Regions from separate parts of the Sus scrofa genome. Here region 1 is linked to region 2. Evidence: chromatin contacts called from public Hi-C data. All regions are on one chromosome and are shown on one strand. The core of a region is the stretch at or near the end of the contact, and the rest is flanking DNA. Distances in the headings are between cores, read along the strand shown. Region 1 holds the start of PARP11 (poly [ADP-ribose] polymerase 11). Region 2 has its middle 130 kb from the start of PARP11.

Region 1 (6,970 bases), core at 143-2,642, 130 kb before region 2:
CACTGTCACAATTTGAAATTATTTTTGCCAAAATCAAGCGCCAGTAGTTCCTTTCCTCTGATGTGGCTTTATATTAGAGGATTATATGTATGAACCAAAAAAAAAAAGTCTTAGTGACCACCACTGTTACACAGTGGCCTGGGATGGAACCAGCATATGTAACCAAAAAATCCAGACCAACAGACTAGTTTCTACTGGATAAAAACTTAAAAACAGAAGAGAATTTACTGATAAATCAATTTATCTGGAAATATATTCCAGGAATGGGGGGGGGGGAAGTGCTGATTACATCAAATGAGTTACTGCAAATAAGAAAACAAGGTTATTCAAGTAAATTTAGGAAGTTTTCTCAGTACATGGGGTAGTGGCACATGTTAAAGCTAACAATTTGCTGATATGTGATTCTGCCATCTTTCCACTGAATTCAAAGGCGTAAATAGCGTCCATTTGCCCTCTTACTAGGCGATTTCACCTCTAACAGGTTAATGGAATACTCTTGGCAAAGGAATTCCACTCTTTGCAGGCTGCATATGAAATAAATGAATGTATAAAAGCAAGGTAAACAAAAACAAGCGCAGGCACAATGCAAATACCGGAGGAAGACACAAGACTTGCAGTTGAAACATTCCAGGTCATCAGTTCTGTCCAGTGGAAAAAAAAAAATCTAAGAACCTCACCATCTAGAGACTTAGAACTCACACTCGGCCCACCTCAGTTTTCAATGGCTAGCCCCCGAGGAGGGAAAAGGAGCCAGCCCTGGCGGTTCCTCTGAGGCCCACTCAGGGCCCAGAGGGGCTAGTTCCCTCGCTTTAGATTGGGTTTGGGGGGTAGCTGGTGGGAACACCTGAGGCTAAGGAAGAGAAACAGGTTCAAAGGCAAAGTTGAAAAAGACGGTGGAGTGACGAGGGCGGAGAAACCGCAGCGAGTCAAAATCAATCACTGGGACAGAGCAGCCGCACGGCGCTGGGGACCCACCGGGCCGTCTCCACTGCCCGAGCCGCCAGGGCCGGGTTCTTCTCGCCCGGAAATTCAACAGCCGGCCGGCGCGGCCGTCGGGGTAGCGGGGGCAGTTCCCGGGAACCCCTCCCGCCCTCTCCCGTCAACCCCGCCCATCGGCCCGCCCAGTCCCGCCCGGCTACTCACCGGATTCGCTTCCCACATAACGGTGGCGAAATCGAGCGGAGAGAGCCTGGGGGAAGGGGCTGGCCACGGGGCCGGGGTGCTGGGTTTTTCCTGAGGGTCCCCGGGAGCGAAGGGACGGAGGGGCAACCTCCACACAGGCCTCCGTCTCCCTCTCCCTGTCACAAGCCGGCGTCTTCGGATCCCCTAACCTCTCGACTTCCGGCCAGAGCCTGCTAACCGGGGCCGGTCCCGCCCCGCCCCCGGAAGCTCACCCCGCCCCTGCCGCTCCCTTCCGGCCTGGAGCGAAGTGGGCGGGGCTTGCGAGGGTCTGGGGTTGTGGGCGGAGCTAAAGGGCTTCAGTCCAACCACAGTCCAGGGCTGCAATCCGCCTGCCATCTCCAAGTGATTCCCAAGCATCCCAGGCTGTAATTCTTCGATATTTCTTGATCACCGTATAGTGGGTGTAGCGGTAAGAGGCAGAGAGGTCTGGGAATGAGTAGCCTGTGGGACAGGCTTCACGATCTGTTTGCTCGTGCTCTGCAGGAGACGATAATAGGGTGTTGTGAAATCATTGGAGAAAGCTAGCACAGTATTTGGCATACAGTAAAAGCTCAATGAGTGGAGATTATTTGCCAGATACTGTGCTAGGCTCTGGAATGAACAAGAGTGACCCGTATGCAGTCCTCATGGAGCTTAGAGTCTAGAGGAAAAAAAATAAGAAGTAATTTAGATAACAGGATGCAAGGGTTCCCTGGTGACATAGCAGTTAAGGGTTCAGCGTTGTCATGACTATGGCTCAGGTTCCATCCCTGGCCCGGGAACTTGCACATGCTGCTTCTGTGGCCAAAAATAACCCCCCAAACAAAACAAAAAAACAAGAATTCAAGCAAAAAGGTACAGGATGGTTTATAGGTAATATGGCAAGTACAGGGTTCTTTGAGAGCATGCTTACCTAGGTAGCACAGAGGGCTGCCTCCCCCCCCCCCCCCCCCCGGTTCCCCCATCCCAAGTTTCAAGCTAAAACGTCTTGGCTGTCCTCCTATTGAACTTATCTGAGTAAAGAGAGCTAGCTACAAGAGGGGAAGAATTTCCTAGGCAAAGAAGTACCATCTACCCATGAGAAATTAAAAAGAGCTAGTTTAAGATCCTTCTTAGCTTTTCTATACCTCCACACATTAAAAAAAAAAAATTTTATTTGATCAAAGAATACCTGCATTTTTAGAGCCTGATTTTTTCACTTACTGTGATATAGATATCCTTCATGCCAAAAAAGTATAATAAATCTATTTCAAAGTAGTGGGGAAAGGATGGATTATTCAATAAGCAACTGGTTAGTCATTTGGCAAAAAGTAAAGTGGAAAAAAAAAAGGTAAAGATCCCTATCTCGATCCATTTACCAGAATAAATTTAGTGATTGTAAATTTATACACTATTCTTGAGTGTAGTTTGGCAATATGAAACAAAATTTCAAATTTCCATTTCTAGGAACTAATGTCAAGGAGGCAAATGGGACAACTGCACAGAAAATGTCTATACAAGAATATTTATTGCTACTTTTTTGGAATGGTGAAAAAATTGAAAACTACTTAAATATCTATCACAATGGATTATTTCAAATGCATATGTGTGTAACATTCATACAAGCTATGGAATGCTATGTGCATTTATCTTGTAGCCTACCACACTGAAAAGGTCTTCTTAGTTTTAAAAGCTTGTCAGCTGACCTCTCTGAATTTCTGTTAACAATCACATTACCCACAGTAATGCATTTTTCACTCTTCCTATTGCATTGGCCAAAACTTCAGAAAATATTTGAAAAACACTGGATAAGAAAATGGGCATTTGGTACGACAAGAATTTGCTCTTAGTCGGTGCTAGGTAGTCTTCAAACACACTATCATCTTTAAAGAGATTTCTTTCTATTTCTATTTTACTATAAGCTTTTAATTGTCAAAGGATGTTAAATTCCTAAACTATCCCAAGCTCTATCACTATATTCCTTTTGTATTCTGACTCATTAATATAATGAACTATTCTCATAGATTTTCTAATGTTCAACCCATCCTTATCTTCTTGAAAGAAAGCCTGCTCGGTCCCATATTTGTTATTCTTTGAATAAACTGCTGGGTTCCATTTGTTAATCTTTTATTTAGGAATAAAATTTACAGTTAATGAAATGGTCCATTGTTACTGGGTGTTTTGGTAGCTGTCTTTAACAAGTTTTGCAAAGTGAATAGTAGCAATTTAAATAATTTAGGACTTAGCTCTTCCTTGAAGGTAAAGTGGATTTTTCCTAAGCGAGTTTAGCTGGAAAGATTAGGGGCAGTTTCCCTACCTTTTGTGGGGTTGGAGCTATACTTCCTTTCCTTGAAGCCTTGGGGTTCCCTGAGCTGGTGGACAGAGCGAGGTGGAGAGAACCCGGTAATTTGGATATGTAGTGGGTGGACGCGTTTTTAAAATGTACTGCTGTATCCCAAATGAAGAAGAAGAGAACACATTTCATAAATTGCAAATAGCTGTGCCACCTTTAGTCATCGTCTTTTTTCTTATTCTTCTGGATTTATGACCACCATTAGAGAGCAAGCGTGGGAAGGGACTTTAGATTCATTTAGTCCTGGGGTCACAAACTGAGAGTTTACCCAGCTTTAGCACACATGAATAGGTTTACAATTTTGATGAGTGGCCACCATTTTAAAAGAGGGAAAAGTCACATTAAATAATGTGGCTCTCCAAAGTCCCTTACCCCATGCCAACAACTGGTCAAATGATCCTCCTACGCCAACAACTGGTCAGACTGACCCTTGGGGCTGGGAGTGGGCTCTCAGGTTTACCTGAGTTACCAGACCAATATCTCTTATCTCGTTTAAATGACCTCTTTGGACCCCTGGGTGTTTGGGCTTGTGACTGACAATAACCTACCTCTTACTTTGCTGAGGAAATGGAACGGATCCAGGACCCTCTAGAATGTCTCCCAGAAAACATCATGCACTTTCCAATAACTTTTTGAGGAGGGCTCAGTCCTTGGGCTCAGCCTTTCAATAGATGAGTCTCTGTGACCCTGTCTGGCGCTGGGACAGCCTCCCTCTGCATCATCCTTCCGGGCCAAGTGCCACAGTCATAGAAACTATGCCCCCTGACCACAGTCACTAGTTTCCTCAGAAAAAGCCAGACAGATAGAAAACATTTTGCCATATCTTTCTGGTTTGCCATGTGTGCTCTGGGTGGAGATGCTTAAACCAGGCTAAACCCAGCCCAGGGATCCCAAGACTGCAGCCTCCCTCCCACCTGGCTGAATGTCAGGAGAGCTGAGAGGACATGCCCGAGGGGGAAGAGGGAGCAGAGGAGACCTATCTCTGGGAAGAATGAAATTAATCCGATGGAGAAAACAAGTAGATGATGAGAATGGCAAGGTCGATAGGGGGAGGGGAAAAAAAAGCAATCTCACCTAAGACCGCAGAGAGAAAAGAGCACCAAGCAACTGGTGAGTTGCAGGATAAGAGTATTATCTAATATTTGAATGTGATTTCAGAATTGTTTTTATCGGGCCATGTGGAGAGCCAGAGCTGGGGGAGGGGAGCAAGGAAGGCATGTGAGAGATGGGCTGGATTTGACAGAAAGGGGAGGAAGGAGACAGACGGGGAGAAGGGGCGCAAAGGAGAGACGAGGGGCCGCAAGAGGGTCCAGGAGCGAGGGAGAAAAAGCTGCATTTGTGCCCATCGGCCCTGAATATAAAGACCCAGCCTCAGTCTGAAAAGGAGCCAACAATGAGGCAACCCCGAATCAACCCTGCCCTGGGAGTCTGACCGTGAACAACCCCAGCAGGAATTCAGAGGTGAAATTAGCAGAGGAAACACTGGCGGAAGCCGAGATAAGCATCCCTGGGAAGGAATTTTTTTTTTTCCCCAAAAAATCAAAATGAATCCTGTAAATCTTCCTAATTAGGAAACATGACAGGGAATTAGAGTCAACCGAAGGGGTAGGGGGGAATGAAGTGCTAAATAATTCACTGGCACTAAATGGAAAGACTCTCTTGAAAATACTCCTGATGATTAGTCTTTGCTGACGGGGGAAGTGGTGGAGGCTCCGTGAGGGCCATCAGCATGCAGCTCACAGCAGCAGTCCAAAGCAGCAGCTGAGATGTGTGGCCATCTAATTAGAGGATGGAGGATTCTGAAAAGGCTCTGGGGCTGTGACATTCCTGGCTGGGCCTTTCCTTCCAGGAATGTCACTTTAGGGTTTTGGTCATCACATTGTTTTGGGTTTTTTTTGTTTGCCTTTTTTTTTTTTTTTTTTTTAAAGGTTGAAATAGGAATGATCTGGAAAGAGACAACAGAAATGACTTAGTAAAGAGTGTGAGCCGCTCTGAGGTTAAAAGCAGGAAGCAGGAAAACACGTCCATAAGAAATCATGTTTTAAATTAGGAGAGAGAGCAGTATAGACAAGCCTTGAGTGGTGGAAAGGGCAGTAGGAGGGTGTCCTCCCTGCTCTCAGGTCACTGCAGACCTGGCGACTTTCACCTGTTCCTAAGGGTCACAGCCAGAGAGGTCACAAAACTACCGTAGATCATCTAATATGACTTGCTCTTCAATTCTTCATTCAGCAAATATCAAGCAAGCACCCACCATGTTCCAGACACTGTCACCAGCCTCTTAGGATACATCAGTGAACAAAATAGAGGAAAATCCTTTGTGGGGAGGGCAGGGGCAGGCTTTAGAGAGGCAGGCTCAGGGCTGGGGGTGTGGGGATGGACACTGATAACTGCATGTAATAAATAAGGACATTGTATGGTGTGCTGTAAGAGAATAAGAGCTATCAAAAAAGGAGTTCCCAGAGTGGTGCAGTGGAAACGAATCCGACTAGGAACCATGAGGTTGCGGGTTCGATCCCTGGCCTCACTCAGTGGGTTAAAGATCCAGTGTTGCTGTGAGCTGTGGTGTGGTTTGCAGACCCACCATCCTCTCCCTGGCCCTTTGCTCTCTTCCTCATCAACTCAAGAACTGCTCTCTCCTGCATGTTCATCACTGGGGGCTGTTGCTTCTGCCTAGAAAATTAAGCAAATACCCGTGGATAGGGCTTCCATTCAGTTTGGGAGGGGGAATGGGGGAGCAGTGAAGGGGTGTTTCTGAGGATTAATAATGCCCTACAGATCATGAGGAGGCAGGACAGAACATAAATTTCATATTAAAACTAGATATCAGTGTCCTCTTGTGGTGCAGCAGATTAAAGATCCTGTGTTGTCCCTGCAGCTCCTCAGGTCACTGCTCTGGCACAGGTTCCATCCCGGGCCGAGGAACCTCCACAGGTTTCAGGTGCAGCCAAAAAAGAACCCCAAACAAAAAAACAAATAAACAAAATAGACATCACCTTTCCTTCTGCTCCAACAGATGCTGTGCAGAGATGTGTGTTTGTAGGTGTTCATGCAGGACAAAGAAACTTTATGCCAAAAAGCATTGAACTGTGCAATTTAAATGGAGGAACTGGGAATTCCCGTCATGGCTCAGTGGTTAACGAGCCCGACTAGTATTCAGGAGGACGCAGGTTTGATCCCTGGCCTTGCTCAGTGGGTTAAGGATCTGATGTTGCTGTGGCTGTGGTATAGGCTGGCAGCTACAGCTCCAATTCAACCCCTAGCCTGGGAACCTCCATATGCCGGGGATGTGGCCCTAAAAAACAAAACAAAACAAAACAAAACAAAACAAAACAAAAGGAGGAACTGGATGGTCTGTGAATTATATCTCAATAAGGCTGTTAATTTTTAAAAAAATAGGATCTTGGCTTTCCCCTCCCTGGTTTACCCTCCTCCTGGTCTCTATCCTCAGGAGGCCAGAACCAGGCTCAGAAAGAGGTT
Region 2 (6,897 bases), core at 2,140-4,639:
GAATATGCTGCAGGAGGGTGGCTGGGATCAAATGTGGAAGCAATCTTCTGGGCTTGTAAGATGGTGAAGCAAGAGGATCATGAAGTTTGGAAAGCTGCAGCTTTCTATAATCTGCAGGAGAGGTGGCTGGAGAGAGAGGGGCGGGTGACCCAGGGCATAGTGAGGGTCAGTGCGGTAGCAACCAAATGCAGCCAGCTTCCTACTTGCATTACCTCCATGGCAAAGGGGAGCAGGCAGGGCGGATGAAGCACGATGAATGTGGGTGCCCAGCCATGAGGATCAGCGCAGCACTGGAGAGGGTCCCCTGGGAGGCTTTGGAACTCTCTTCTCTCTAGAGTGTAAGAAAGTGCAGATAAGCCTTTTTAAAAGCCTGCAGGTGCATTGGAGGAGCCCTGGCTTCTGGAGGAGGAGAGGCATACTACCCAGACCTGTCATTCTAGAACCTCTTTGGGGGTCTTGTTTACTGGCATTTTATGGATTTTTAAAGTACACGATGTTGGAATACGCGCTGTGGTTTAGCGGGTTAAGAATCTGACTGCAGGGGCTCTGGTCACCTTGGAGGTGCGGGTTCAATCCCCAGCCCAGTACAGTGGGTTAAGGATCTGGCATTGCTGCAGCTGCACATTCAGTCCCTGGCCTGGGAACTTCTGTATGCCAAGGGTGGGTCCATAAAAGAAAAAAAAATTAAATTTTTTTTTAAAAGCACATGATGTCTAAGGGTTTGGGGTGAAAGGCAGATGCTGGAGCGTGTGCAAAATCTGTCATCTGGAGCCAGCTTCTCTCCATTGGCTGCCTCCTGGCTCTCTACCACCTCCTGTCAAACAGCTACTCTCCCACCTCTCCGTTCTGACATGACTTACAGGATTCACCAGAATGTTATCCGCATTCCACCAGGAACTCTTGCAGCGGAGCCAGCACATGGTAGACCACATTCCCCTTGGTCCAGTGTATGCGCTCTGACCCCCGCGTCTTTTCTGACAGGGTTGCGGGCAGTGATGTGCTCAGGAGCCTGGCCTCACGCTGGGCTTCGGGCAAAGGGTCTATCAACTCTGCTTTGCTTCGCAGCTCATTCCAAAGACAGGTGCCGAATCAATGGTTTTCATCCTGATCCTGATGACGCATGGACACACACACACTAGATGGGGAGTTAGACACCCTGGTGGAGCCCCTGCTGCCGGCAGAGAGCCATGTAACCTCCAGTGAGATCTCACATAGCGTCTCCAGGCCTCAGTCTCCGCATGTGTCAAGGGCGAGATTTGGACAGAGAATCTTTTTTTTTTAATTTTTAAATTAAAACAACTTTTTTGAAGTATAGTTAATTTACAGTGGTGTTAGTTTCGGGTATACAGCACAGTCATTCAGTTTTATATATATATATATATATATAAATATATAAATATACATACACATATTTACACACATATCTGTATACTTTTTCAGATTCTTCTTTTTTTTTAGGGACCCACCTGTGGCATATGGAAGTTCCCAGGCTAGGGGTCAAATCGGAGCTGCAGCTACTGGCCTACACCACAGCCACAGCAACTCGGGAACAGAGCTGCGTCTGCAGCCTACACCACAGCTTACAGCAATGCTGGAACCTTGACCCACAACAGCTCACAGCAATACCAGAGCGAGGCCAGGGATAGAACCCGCATCCTCACAGACCCTATGTCAGGTTCTTAACTGCTGAGCCACAACAGGAACTCCTACTTTTCTTTTCTTTTCTTTTTTTTTTTTTTGACCACACCCATGGCATGCAGAAGTTCCCAGGCCAAGGACTGAACTTGTGCCAACACAGCAGTGACCTGAGCCACAGCAGGAAAACTGTTGGATCCTTTAACTTCCAGGCCACGAGGGAACTCCTAGATTCTTTTCTCCTATAGGTTATTATAAGATATTGGTTATAATTCCCTGTGATATACAATAGGTCCTTGTCGGTTATCTATTTTACAGATAGTAGTGTGTATCGCTGCAGCTGCCAGCCTACACCACAGCCACAGCAACACAGGATCTGAGGCTTGTCTGCAACCTACACCATAGTTCACAGCAATGCCAGATGCTTTACCCACTGAGTGAGGCTGGGGATTGAACCTGCATCCTCATGGATCCTAGTCGGGTTCATTAACTGCTGAGCCATGAAGGGAACTCCCTCATATGTATCATGGTTTTTTGTGTTTTTTTGTCTTTTGTCTTTTTAGGGCCGCACCCACGGCATATGGAGGTTCCCAGGCTAGGGGTCTAGTTAGAGCTGTAGCCACTGGCCTATGTCAGAGCCACAGCAATGCCAGATCCAAGCAGCATCTGGGACCTACACCACAGCTCATGGCAACACCTGGTCCTTAACCTGCTGAGCGAGCCCCGGGATCAAACCTGCAACCTCATGGTTCCTGGTCAGATTCATTAGCCACTGAGCCACAACAGGAACTCCTCATGTGTATCATTTTTTAAGATTCCACATGTAATCGACAGGGACCAGAGCATCGCGAAGGGCACCTCCAGCTCTGAAACCTTCTGCTTTCACGGGGGTGCCCCTTCCAGCAGACTGTAAACTCCTCGGGGCAGGGGCGAACCTCCCTACAGTGACCCTGGAGAGCTTGGCCCTTGAAGGAGGGGCTGGACTGGTGGGGAGTTGGGAGGAGTTGAGTATCTGCTGTTGACAGACCCAGCCTAGCCTGTCACCTTCTAGGAGGAAGCGAATGGTACTTTAGGAGTAAGAGGCACTGAGGTGAGAGGGGCTGGAGGGGCTGGTTTTCCCTCTAGGGCTGCCTCTTGTTGGTGTGCCTACTGTGTGCTCCGTTCCTCACCCCCTCCCAGAGGAGCTGCTGGCAGGGTCCAGAGCAGAGCACGGATGGCGGCCATCTGTCTCACGCTCCACCCCGGAGGTGGGGGTTAAGCTCTCAAGACCTTGCAAAGATGCTCCTCACCCCGGCAGGTGTAGGGAGAACTCTCCTTTCCCATGACACAGTGAGATTTACGCTGTTCTACGAAAATGTCCTTGTCCATGGAAAGAATAGGCATAGAAAATTTGGACATGGCTTTTTGGGAAGTGAAGATTCCTCAGCTGTCATTAATATCAGTGGAAGAGGAGGCAAGTGGCAAATTCCTGTGTCCCTTACACAAATATTTTAAGTGGGTCATAAACCCTCTCTGTCCTCCCAACCAGTAAGTCCCTGCAGTGTGTCCGTGCTTGCAGCTTAGGGTGCCAGGAATGGTCTTCCAAACCAAGGGGGCACACCACTCTGCTAGCGACCACTGCTGCTTGGGGTAAACAGACTTCGGTTCTAGGAGTCGGGCTTGGATCCTAACTCCCTCACTCCCATAGCTGATGCAGAAGCTGGCCCGACGCCCTGGGCTTGATGGACCAATGGGTTGTCAGAGGACAGGTTGTCTTGTTCTATTTCCGGTACCCAAGCCCTAGCACATAGGAGTTATGTTCGCCAGACAGGCAAGGCGAGAAGTCTTGGCAGTAGCTCCAGGCGAAACCAGGAGAACGTGGTGAGGCTGATGGAGAGAGAGCGTCACTGGTTTCTGATGAGGGGGTGGGTGTCAGGGAGCAGGGCCCGAGGAAAGCCTTTTCCTGGAGGGGGAAGTAAGGTCTCGAGGGGGATCCTATGTCCTGTTCAGAGGCAGGAAATGCTCTGAGACGTAGAAAAGGGTGTAAAGGGAGGAGAGAGATTATCTGAGGGTCTTTGAGAGTTATCAGATCTTGCCAAGCCAGAGGCAGATGGTAAAACTCATTACGCGAGTGTGAGATGATTCTGCTCACACCCTCTGTGACCTACACCACAGCTCAGGGCAATGCCGGATCCTTAACCCACTGAATGAGGCCAGGGGAGAGAAATCTGGAACTTAAAACTGCAAGGTCGGGTGGAAATCCTGTAAAATTGGATTGTGATGATCACTGTACAACTAAAAAAAAAAAAACAAAAAAACAAAAACTGCAAGTTCTCACTGCTATGTATAAAATAAAGAAGCAGCAAGGATCTGTACACCACAAGGAAATATTGCTTTGTAATAACTTTTAACAGAGCATGCGCTATAAAAATATTGAATCAATATGTTGTACACCTAAAACTAATACAATATACTAAATCAATTATATAATCAGAAATATAATCAATTATATTTCAATCTTTTTTTTTCATTAAAAATGGTCCTTCAAGTAGTTCCCATCATGGCTCAGCAGTAACGACAACTAGTATCCATGAGGAGATGGGTTCGATCCCTGGCCTCATTCAGTGGGTTAAGGATCCGGCATTGCCCTGAGCTGTGATTTAGGTCACAGAGGCGGCTCGGATCCCATGTTGCTGTGGCTGCGGGCATAGGCTGGTGGCTACAGCTCCGATTGGACCCCTAGTCTGGGAACCTACATATGCCTCGGGTGCAGCCCTAAAAAGAAAAACAAAAAAAGGTCTTTTAAGCCAGTGTTTTCATTTTGTAAGTGAAGAAACCAGGGCTTTTTCCAGGAGTAACTGAGAGGACTTTTTCTAGAACAGGGTGTGTTTAGTACAGCCGTGTGGTTTCGGGGAAAAAGCATGGGATTTGGAGTTAGGCGTGAGTGGGAATACCAGCACCTCAGGTACTAACCATGACCTTGAAAGATGAGAATACCTATGTCTTGGGGCTCCTAGGAGAAGTAAGTAGGGAAATGTATGTGAAAGCCCCCCAAACTTGGCGTGTACCTGACAGCGCGCAATAGGCAGTCACAGCTTTGTTGTGACTGTGAAGGTCTTGGCTGAAGGGGTGGGGACAGTCACAGATTGAAGGGACAGTGACCAAGTTGCTTCTGTCTCCATTCTATTATAGGCGTCTCATTAATTACCGAGATCGTGTTAGTCTAATGAATACCTGTGAAAGGATTACCTGTCATGCTAATGGATCAATCATAACAGCAGAGATGATGGCAGGGAATTGCAGGTACTGCAGATGAAACGAGGCCAGGTGAAAGGAGACCTTCTCCAGGGACCTGGTCCTAGCATGGGCTCCAGTTTTTAGTTGCACATCATCTGAGGCATAGGAACTCTCCGTGTCACTCATTCACTGGACCAAGAGGGATTGAGCGTCTGCTATGTAGCCTGGCCTTTTCCTAGGAACTGGCCACATCGTAGTCCCAAAAGCAAGACTCTTTCCTGAAGTGAGATTACATTCTCATGGAGGAGAGACACAGAAAAATAGATAAAGAGATGTGTTGTTAGGCAGCTGTAAGAAGTGTGAGAATAGGAGTTCCCGTCGTGGCGCAGTGGTTAACGAATCCGACTAGGAACCATGAGGTTGCGGGTTCGATCCCTGCCCTTGCTCAGTGGGTTAACGATCCGGCGTTGCCGTGAGCTGTGGTGTAGGTTGCAGACGTGGCTCGGATCCCGCGTTGCTGTGGCTCTGGCGTAGGCCGGTGGCTACAGCTCCGATTCCACCCCTAGCCTGGGAACCTCCATGTGCCGTGGGAGCAGCCCAAAGAAATAGCAAAAAAACCAAACAAAACAAAACAAAAAAAGAAGTGTGAGAATAAGTGAATTGGGGAGGGGGGCAGAATGGTTGGAGGGATGGCTGTTTAGAGGAGGGACTGTCTCATTGGTTTCGGCCTGGATGCAGGAAAATGAGGGATTCCCTGCAAAGAGGCTCCGCTCTGGAGAACTTAGAAACAGGCCTGGGGCAGCCCCACAGGGCAAGGCCTCTGTGAAGATGCAGGTCAGAGGACCTCATGTCTTGGGTCCTTCCAAGAGATGAGAAGAGGCTGTGAAGACTGCCTGGGACTTGGCAGTGAGCCTGAGAAATGGCTCCTTGGGTCAGAACACAGGGCCACATGGCTCTGGCTCGGTCCAGCCTCTGTCACCATCTGATGTCCAAGACATGTTTGGTGGACAAAGGGCAAACCCAGGAGTAGCCCCAGAGAACTTTGAAGCTTTCCCCCGCTCCCCACTTTCCCTCACTAATCTTCGTCAGATAGGAATTTCCCAATTTAAAGCTATTTCTATTTCCCCGTGAGGGCGGGGAGCCTGTCCCATCATAGAATTCCCCTGGGCAACAAAGCACTCGCGCAGAGATGGCACACAGCCGGGCTGGAGGACCCTACTATTTTTGTCTGCTAAAGCTCCACAAGTTTACTTCCTGCTTACCTCGTAAAAGTCCTGTCCTGTCCTTTTTTTTTTTTTTTTTTTTTTTTTCTTTTTGGCTCTCCCATGGCATATGGAGTTCCCAGGCCAGGGATCAGGTTCAAGCCACCGCTGTGACCTATGCCACCAGCTGCAGCAACGCCAGATCCTTAACCCACTGTGCCGGCTGGGGATCTAACTTGCTTCTCGGGCCCCGCAGAGATGTTGCCGAGCCTGTTGTGCCACAAAAATCCTGTCTTTTTGTTTGTTTCCCATTTAATCTCATCCAAGCTTCTACAGTTACCCTGGAAGGTAACCTATAGGTTGCGAATGCGGAACGTTTCCACCAGTTCTGGTCCTTCATGACCTTGCAGATTTGCCTCTGTCTGCAGCCTTCTCTTGGCCGCTGATGACGTCTTCCAGATCCATGGCATAGGGAGCGACCCTGGGGCTGGGGGCCCTGTTTCTAACCTGCACTGGCCCTGCAACCTTGTCAGCCAGCCTCTGGGAGCGCAGGTTTCTCCTCTGAAAGTGCTGACAGCATTCCTGCATGTTATAGGCACAGACCTAGATATTAGGAGGACTGAGTCAACATTATACCCATTTCGTAAATCCCAAAGTGTACACCGAAGTGACAATTGTACCAGTGACATCCGCCCACCAACTTCCTCCTGATGGTTTGAACTCTCTCTTCCTAACTTTCCAGCTGTGAAATTTCATTTTTTTTTTTTTTTTTTTTTTGGACTCCAGCATGCAGTGGCTTGATGTGGGATCTCAGTTCCCAGATCATGGACTGATCCCACTGCGG

The links. A called contact is a pair of places that touch in the nucleus more often than the background predicts.
Region 1: a Hi-C map of skeletal muscle shows a contact between it and region 2, with 2.1 times the contacts expected there. A contact is called at or near these places in 14 of 47 Hi-C or Micro-C datasets (alveolar macrophages, embryonic fibroblasts, fetal heart ventricle and 7 more).

What each region holds. Positions count from the first base shown.
Region 1 is chr5:66,437,905-66,444,874 of Sscrofa11.1, reverse strand. PARP11 (poly [ADP-ribose] polymerase 11) reads right to left here and starts at 1,392. Exons shown (of 9, transcript XM_003126559.5): 1 at 1,144-1,392.
Region 2 is chr5:66,306,788-66,313,684 of Sscrofa11.1, reverse strand. No RefSeq gene overlaps it. Among named protein-coding and RNA genes, the nearest start is that of PARP11, 130 kb to the left of the region's middle.